Regions from separate parts of the Hordeum vulgare genome. Here region 2 is linked to region 1. A link is a contact called in public Hi-C data. All regions are on one chromosome and are shown on one strand. Each heading gives the region's core, a stretch centred on a gene start, on an enhancer-like site or on the middle of the called end of the contact. The rest is flanking DNA. Distances are from core to core; before and after follow the strand shown. Region 1 has its middle 48 kb from the start of LOC123439623. Region 2 holds the start of LOC123443144 (signaling peptide TAXIMIN 1).

Region 1 (4,295 bases), core at 854-3,353:
TGCTTCGTTGCAACTGTCGAAACAAATTTCTCACATGGAAATTCCATCTGAAGATCATATCAAGTAAATGAGATCTGCACCTAGATTTTGACTCATACATTGGAGTAAATAAAATAGCGTGCATGTTTATTTACAAACCATCGTATTATATCATGGCATAAAAAAGTCACAAAACAGTAGATGGGGAAATACACCTATAACAATGTGAATAGTCCTATGCTAATCTAGATATTAGTACAGCACTCGTATTTATTTACAAAGCATCATACTATATGAGAATAAGACATATAAAATCATAAAATCAGACACAAAAATTAGATAAAGAAATAGACTAAAAGAATACAAATAGTACTATGCTAATATCGATCTTGGTATGCCCTTTCTATTTCTCTTGGATAGTATAGTCACCAACACAAAAATTTGACCTCTCTTCACTGTTAATCTTGCAAAGTTTCCAGAAAGCATCTACATGGAGATATATGAAGCGGTTCATGGAGCCAGAATAACACAACTACACAAGGATATTAACATGTCTGTTAGCGATATAAGAGATTCACATAATTTGTTACAAGGGAGAAGAGAACCTAGCGGAACCGAAATTGAATCCGTAGACACCTGCATCAATTTAGGAATTGGGAGTACAAATAAAAACATGAATAAGATTAAAAAATGACAAAGATTGGAAAATGTGGGTTTTTTCAAAGGAGGGAACACTCGAAGAATGTAGAAGACGAAGGACTAAAGGGCCAACTATAACTGCCGGAGTCAGGAGTTATCCCTAAACCGACGGCGACTGGAGTCGAATCTACAAGCGACGATTGGATTCCCCTATCATCGTCCATTGGCTTTGCCTGCAAGGACATCCCATCGATCCGCACCCTAGCGAACGACATCACACGACGAATCGACATGCTCGTCGAGGTCAACGTCGTGCGTTGGAGTGCTTCGCTCGACCTTTCTGTCATGTACGCTCCCGTCTCTTTCGTCCACGGGAACTTCCCCGCCGCTGCCTGGGATGGTTAGGGTTAAGGAGAAAGGAGCACGACCCCATTGTTCGCAGCAGATTTTTTCCAGCGCTATTTTGTCTCGACGGCTTCACTAGATGGGCTGCGTGGCCTAATTAACCACAATGGTCCGAAAAAGCTACGGGAATAGCTGCCCTTCGGGCAGCAAGCCCAGGTCGTGGTCACGTTCAGAGCAAAGAGAGATTCAGGTGCATCCAACGGCCAAAAACAGTGGAATCTTGAAAACGAACGGTTCAGACATTTAATGGCCTGAGAGGGCACGGAATAGGTGCAGTTTTACTGTCCTTAATGTCGAGGGTTCGCAAGCTCCCAAGCTGCGTTTGGTAATGGACCGGCCCAGGAACTTCCTCGAAGATTCCCTGAACCGGTTTTTTTTTGTTTTCTTTTTTCTTTTTTTTCTTTTTTCTCTGTTTTTGTTTTAAAAATGTTCTGGATTTTTAACAAATGTTCTGAAATTTGAAAGAATGTTTCAGAATTTCAAAAAATGTATCGTAATTTGAAAATTGTTCCAAAATTCGAAAAATGATTCAGAATTTTAAAAAAATATCAGGTATTTAAAAAAATGTTTTATAATTTGAAAAAATGTTTCGGATTCGAAAAAATGTTCCGAAACTTAAAAAATGTTCTGAAATTTTAAAAAACCTTTTGTTATTTTTATTAAAATGTTTACAATTTTTCAAAAGAAATGTTTTGAAATTTGAAAAAAGGTTCGAAAATTTGAACAATGTTCCAGAATTTAAAAAAATGTTCCAGAATTTGAAAAATGTCTTAAAATTTGAAAAATGTTTCGGAATTTGAAATAATGTTCCAGATTTGTTTTTCAGGAATTTTAAAATATGTTCCAGAATTCGAAAAAATGTTTTGTATTTGAAAAAATATTCCGTCATTTAAAAAAATGTTCCAAATTTTGAAAAAATGTGCTAAAATTTAGAACAAATATTCTGATAATTTTACTGAAATGTTTCAGATTTTTCAACTGCTGGTCGCTAACTTTTTTTTATGGTCTCTACATTCGCTACTGGTGGCTAACTTGGGTCGGCCTAGTCGGGGCGACCCCTGTGCGTCCGCTCGGCAGTTCCCGCAACAAGCGGCGGATAGGAGGTCACAAATAGGAGCGCATACCCAGGATCCTTTTTCCGTAAGCTTGGGCTGGCCCACCTATACCTTTCCGGTTTAGTGAAGATTCTAAAACCTTTTCAGATCATTTTACTAAAAACAATGTTTTGTACCTTTTTTCTGATTATCCATTTGTCTTTATTTTCTTTCCCTTTTAGAAATTCTATGTTCCTTTGGCCTCTATTAATGCAACATAGGTCTTGTTGCAAAATTATTTCTGTAATATAGGTTTTGTTGTAGAAGTTTTTTGCAGCAACTGCTTTGTTGCGAAAACAAAACTTGCAATTGAGGTTTTGATGCGATTTTTTTGTAACTCAGGTCTTTTACCGAATTGTATTTGTTATAGATATTTTGTTGCAAAATATAGTATTATTGTAGACCACCGTAACATGGTATATGCTTCTGAAACAAATCCTATGTTGCACAAACGTGTTCGAAAGACGCCCGTCATGTAAAGAAGGTGGCGGCCGCGGCCGTTATAATCCGTCGGTAAGTTTTTACCTTTCTAAACTTAGATTTTCTTTTAAATTTGCAAAAAAATTACAACAGACCACAATTTTCAAAGTGCGAACAAATTTCATAATTCCGAACATTTTTTGGATCTCATGAATTTTTTTCAAACGTAGGACTGTTTTTTTAAATTCATTGACTTTGTTTTGTTTTGACAACTAATTTTTTTAATCTATGAACATTTGTTTAGTCAGTGAACATTTTTGAAGTGATGAATAATTTTGAATTTCATTTTTTAGTTTTGCTTTTCTGAAGATTTTAAGAATCTCCCTTGTTTATTCTTTGAATTCTCAAACATCTGTTTTCAAATTGATGAACTTCTCTGAATATGAGAACATGTTTTTAAATATCCTGAATTTTTTTTTGTGTGAACATTTTAAAAAACATAAAGATTTTTTTAATATATGAACATTTTTATGAAATGGAGACATATTTTGAATCCATGAATATTTAGTGGTCTTCGTGAACATTTTTCGATTCTTTTGTAATAAATCTCACATTTTTTTGGAAATCCTGAATTAGTTGAAACAAGAAATGCGCAGAAAAGAAAAAACAAAAGCAAGAAAAACGACATTATAAAAATAGGGGGCTTCCCGCTCCATACATGGGCCGACCCAAAAGGGCCTGTGTTAGGAGCGCTGGTTGGGATTTGGATGGTTTCCGAGCATGCAAAATTGGAGCTCCCTCGGGATATTCCCTTAGGCGAAAACCCTAGGGTTTCGATATCTTCAGGCGATTGCCGCCAGAATCTTTACATCCTCGTGTGTGCTTCTGCCGTGAGGAGTCATGGTGATCCTACCTGGCCATAGACGAGGGTTTACCAGAGTGGTGTTTGGCGGCGAGATTGCATTTGTTTGACGATGGCTCAGGGTTGTGGATCACAATGGAGGAATGGCAAAGAGTCAGCGAAAGAGTTTCTCGCTCGGCTCACATTTCACGAAGAGGGAGAAGATGACTTCATCTGGGAGGAGGAGCTGCCACACATGATGGAGTCAGCGAAGTGGCTGGTGATTGCGCGTGTTCATACTCCAAAATCTTTCAGCCCTAATGCTCTATATGGCGATAGGAGGGCGGTCGAGAACCCTGCAAAACTAGTAGTGTGTGGAGGAAGATAAGGGACAACCTATTCATGACTCAATTCGGGTGTCTTGCAAACTGGAAGAAGGCAATGTTCATGGGGCCATGGTTGTTCACGAAGCACGTGCTCATCTTGAAGGATTATGATGGATTCAAGAACCCTGATATAATAAAGCTCGACAAGCTTGTTATGCGGTCACAGATTCACCACCTATCAGACAAGTTCCTCACCGAGCCAGCGTTGAAGGGTTTTGGCTTGAGGGATCGAAGAGGTTGAAGAGCTGAAATTAAAGCTCCTAGCGTGCTTCTTTAGAGAATTGGTTAAAGTCGGGGTAAACATAGACATCGATGCAAAGATCAAGAGGTTCTTCATTGGAAATAAAGGGGATTAGTGTGTCAAGTACCAAGTCAAGTACGAGAAATTGCCGACCTTTTCTTATAACTATGGCGAGTTTGGCCATTGGCACGAGGAGTGTGGCGAGGGGGAGCATGATAGGTCCACCTTTAAATGGTGTGATTTCCTATTTGACGATAATGTCCGGTTCAAACCGGCTAGAGGGGGACCTC
Region 2 (4,295 bases), core at 450-2,949, 230 kb after region 1:
ATTTTGCTTTGTATGTAGTCTCCTAGTGAAATCCCTAAAAGGTCTTATATTTTGGAACGGAGGGACTAATATAAATGGTAACGTAATCAGATCGCAGCGTTTTAGAGGGTGTAACGAATTATTTCTCAATTTGTTTGGTTTGCACCAGCGCGTAACATCGCTCCTTCTCTTCTTCACCAACGCGTCAGTCTCCCCGACCGAAGACTGCCGCCCTCGCTCGCCTGCTATCCTCCTCCCTTTCAGCCGCTTGGTCCTCCCGCGCCACCAGCTGCTGCGGCCTTGCTGCCTGCTCAGTTCAACATGCGCTCCGGCGCGGTGCAGCCAGCAGGATCTCGCGCTCCGACGGACGCCGTCTGATCCAAAGCATGCGTGCCGCTAGCTGCTGACGGCTGGCGAACAATGGACGCCGGCGACAGACTCTTTGGATCTTGCGCAGCAGCGGACGCCGGCGAAGCATGCCGACTGCTGGCGAATTGTGGTTGTCGATGTTCTTTTTCTCTCGCACCCTTTGAGCGGCTTTGTGCGGCTGCGGGAAGCAGGTAACAGACCGATACAGCCCATTTGGAACGTAATCAATTTTGTATAATGATGGGACCTGATTACAGCCGCGGTGAAACAAACACGATTTGACGGCAACTGGTCCCGCTGTAATCAAATTACATTTACAATCTCGGTAACCAAACACCTCCTCAGTGTAACCACCTGTTTTTTTTTCAAGGAAGTACAGTGGAAACTTTGAGCAACTGGCACGCAAAACGCCCAGTTAAGTCAGAATCCCAGTGATCAACATCCACAAGAGCAGACAGTAGGCATCGCATCCACCACATCAATCGCACACAAATACTGTACCATGCGAAGAAACCGACGGAAACAGAGCCCCGGCAGCCGCTAACAGTCACGAAAAGTAAAGTCACAATCCTCAAACATCCCGGAACGGATCACAGACGATCGAGCCAAAGGGAGAACGAGCAGGAATCATCAGCCAGGTAGGAATATACGCCGATCAATCCCCGAACATATGTTCCGAGAGAGAAAATAAAAACAAGAATCCGCGGGACATGTGCAACGCCGGCTAAGACATGAGCGAGAGACGGGGCGAGCGATCCCTCATGACGGGGAGCGGCGCCTTGACGAGGGATCAGCAGGGTATCTTGGAGGTGAACCACGTCATGACGTGGAGCGGCGCCTTGACGAGCTCCACCGCCGCCTCCAGCAGCAGCGTCACGCACAGGCAGCAGGGGCAGATGCACGAGATGGGCAGCCTGTGTCACAGTACAGCACCAGCGGATCGCATCAGACATCAGACCAACAGCCAGGTTGGTGGCGGCGAATCGCAGAAGGAGAAGGAGGAGGAGGAGGAAACGTACCCGATGATCCAGATGATGGCGCCGACGATGGAGACGAGGACGGCGAGGAGCGCGAAGGGCAGGCCGAGCAGGAACCCGAGCGGCCGGCAGCCGTGGTCGTGGTCGCGGTCGCCGCCGCCGCAACAGCAGCACATCTTCCTCCGATCCTCCTCCCCTTCCCGGGGTGCGTGCGACTGGTGCGAGGCACGCGAAGGGAGGCTGGTCAGATCGGCGCCGGCGGCTGTCACGCGTCGGGGTGGTTAGGCGTGGGAAACACAGCAGGAGTAGCTATATAGCACCAGGGAGGAGAGGAGACGGGACGGCTCTGCGGTCGCTTTCCGGCGCGGCGAGTTTGATTTGTCCATCCGCGTGCGGCAAGGCTGGCAATAATGCGCCGCAGTGGGCGGGCGGGCAGGCAGGCGGCCGCGAGGAAATCCGGCAGGGGCGATCCCGGGCCGTCCGTAGGGCAAACGGACGGTCGAGATGGCGAGAGAAGCTGCTCGGAAGGACCGGACCCGTGGGCAGCTGCAACGGCCCGGTGCGGTGACCAGATGTGTTGGTGCGACGTCGGCGTTTGACCGGTGAGGCGGTTCCGCTTTGGGGGGATGCGTGACGACGCCGGCGACCGGGGACGCGTGCCGGCGCGACACCGGGTGGGTTCACTCTGGAGGCTTGGACTAATCATGGTATGACACGGCGGCGTGGGGTTGGAAGCGGGCGGCGAACGATCGCCCGTGGCGGTTGCGGTCGCGCCACCGGCTCCCACGCGCCATTTGGATTCTACAGCCGGTACACACCGCTGGCCAGATCATCCCATCTCAACAGGTTCAAATGCTCGCTGACAAAATCGGAATAACTACAAAATGGAGGAGGAAAGCTCAGTGAGACAGAATTTCAGAACTGTAAAGCTTGAACTTTCAGGGTGACAAGGGATCGGATCGGATCAACAATATCATATATATTGATTTAATAGCATCGTGGTCAACTGTAACACACATCCGCTGATACATCACAGAATGTGAGACGTTTGGCTTTCCACTGAACTGAAAATGACATGAACTGGTTACCATGTTGTCCATTGTTCTTCAGCTCTTGCAGCTCAGGCCAACAACACCTCGCCTCCCAGCAGCAAATTATGCCTCCAACTGATAAGAGTCTTTATGTACTGTACAGAGCACGGACCGCACAAATTTGAGGCGTTTCCACATCTGTTGCCTTGGGGCAGCAACTTGGCAAACACAATTCCAGGTACCCTAAGCATTCACCAAAGTAAATACACAACTGAATCATCATCTTTTGAGCTGAAGACAGAAATTGGTGTTTAGCAGCACAGGTCTACGTAATTTGTTACATTGCGTGTCGTCTGTCATGTCATCAGCCCATTGAATGGAGAAACAGATGTGTACGTGACAAGGAAACAACAAACTGGATTTGTGTTCATCCTGATGCCAGAAGCTTACTTTTGAGGGCAATATTGCTCGGTATCATTACAAAGATCACAAAGAGAATAGCATCCAAGGTTGTCACTAACATGTGGCCTCAGGCCCCACACAGCATCCTTAAATTAGATGGTATTCACCAATTTATACCTCTGCAATGGTATTGAGCTAATGCTTTCTATTTTTACCCCAAAAACAATAGAAGAGTCTCCTACCGCAAATGCTTTCCTACTTTAGTTAACCGAACAAAGGGCACCAGACACACATCCCATTTGAGAATGAAGCCAACAAATGAATCTTTAGTGAAGCCTCAATACTAAATAAGTAAAAAAAACACTACATGAGGTTTGCATGTTGCGTCTTGTGCAATACACATGCCTAAAAGAGAATGTACATGTCATTCTTGTGCAATACATATATATTAGGCTATAAATTTTTCAGGATCATTATTCCGGGAAAGGCATGCAAATGGTCAATCAAAATATCCATCCATTTCATTCAATTGGTGGTTCACGTCCTGCTAATTGCTTTCCGTAGTCGTTGTGTTAGTTGTGAAGCAAAATAACTAGCATGGGTCAGGGTATGCCCTGCCCAACTTGCATTCCTAATTATGGATTGTAGTCCATCAAAAACTTTGAGGCTAAGGATGGTCTAAGCAAACTTTGCGCGTCCCTGATCCCTTGTTTGTGAAGCCAACTGGCAGGCAGGACCCCACTGTCAACAACTTGAACACTTAGGCCCTGTTTGATAACAAAGTAGTAAAAAAACTAAAGTATTAAAAACTACAGTAATTTTAAGTGTAGATAGAAAATACCATGGTTTTAATATAACAACATTTTTTTGCAGTATTCACAATATAGAGAAACCGTTTGATTACGCCACATATTACTGTAAAATTTACCAGCTAGCCGTTGATAGTGCATGCATTCGTAGCTAGCTAGCTAGCCGTTGCTAGCAGTCCTTCTTTTTGCCTTCTCTGTTTTTTAAAAAGAGGTCTGGGGTTCTTTTTTTTATGCAGAGAAAACCACAGTTTTTCTAATACTGCAGTTTTAAAATCACAATTCTTAGAGGCAACCAAACACCTCATTGTAAATAAAACTATGATAATCTCCAAAACTGCAGTATTCTAAAAATACTACGAAAATTCTTCGTTATCAAACAGGGCCTTAGTGGGTGTTTTTTCCTACAATCATTCGAAGTGCACACATAGCTGAATCAGCTGATGCATACTAGCATAACAAAAAAAAACTTCTTATCCTTCCCATAATGAGAATACGACATAATAGATGTGATCGTGTATATCAAATTGAAAAGGTCCAATAAGTAGAATATAGACAAAGGACAAGGTGACCAACCTAACCAAGGTTAGTCAGGGATGTAAGCAGTTTGGTGGTGCTTGGCATCAAAATAAACCAAGGAAAAAGTATCAGTGTGCTAGAATATCTGTGTAGTACGTACCAAGTCTCTCGTGTATTCATCAGGTGAGACTTAGCCCTTCAAACTAGCATTC

What was found. Hi-C and Micro-C count contacts between places; a contact is called where the count stands out from the background.
Region 2: a contact with region 1 is called in a Hi-C map of leaf, with 5 times the contacts expected there. The contact joins the promoter of LOC123443144 here to the enhancer-like site in region 1. A contact is called at or near these places in 4 of 6 Hi-C or Micro-C datasets (leaf and seedling) and 1 of 1 datasets of contacts at active chromatin or transcription factors (embryo).

The regions. Positions count from the first base shown.
Region 1 is chr3H:105,162,263-105,166,557 of MorexV3_pseudomolecules_assembly, forward strand. No RefSeq gene overlaps it. Among protein-coding and RNA genes, the nearest start is that of LOC123439623, 48 kb to the right of the region's middle. Within about 2 kb of position 2,104, at least 2 of the 3 cell types and tissues checked have open chromatin away from gene starts, as enhancers often do. A contact at or near this core is called in leaf and seedling, where this site is marked.
Region 2 is chr3H:105,390,677-105,394,971 of MorexV3_pseudomolecules_assembly, forward strand. LOC123443144 (signaling peptide TAXIMIN 1) reads right to left here and starts at 1,700. Exons shown (of 2, transcript XM_045119425.1): 1 at 1,368-1,700; 2 at 626-1,262. The coding sequence starts at 1,501. The coding sequence ends at 1,139. It overlaps LOC123443143, which reads right to left. Exons shown (of 8, transcript XM_045119422.1): 7 at 4,244-4,295; 8 at 2,283-2,599. The coding sequence ends at 4,274.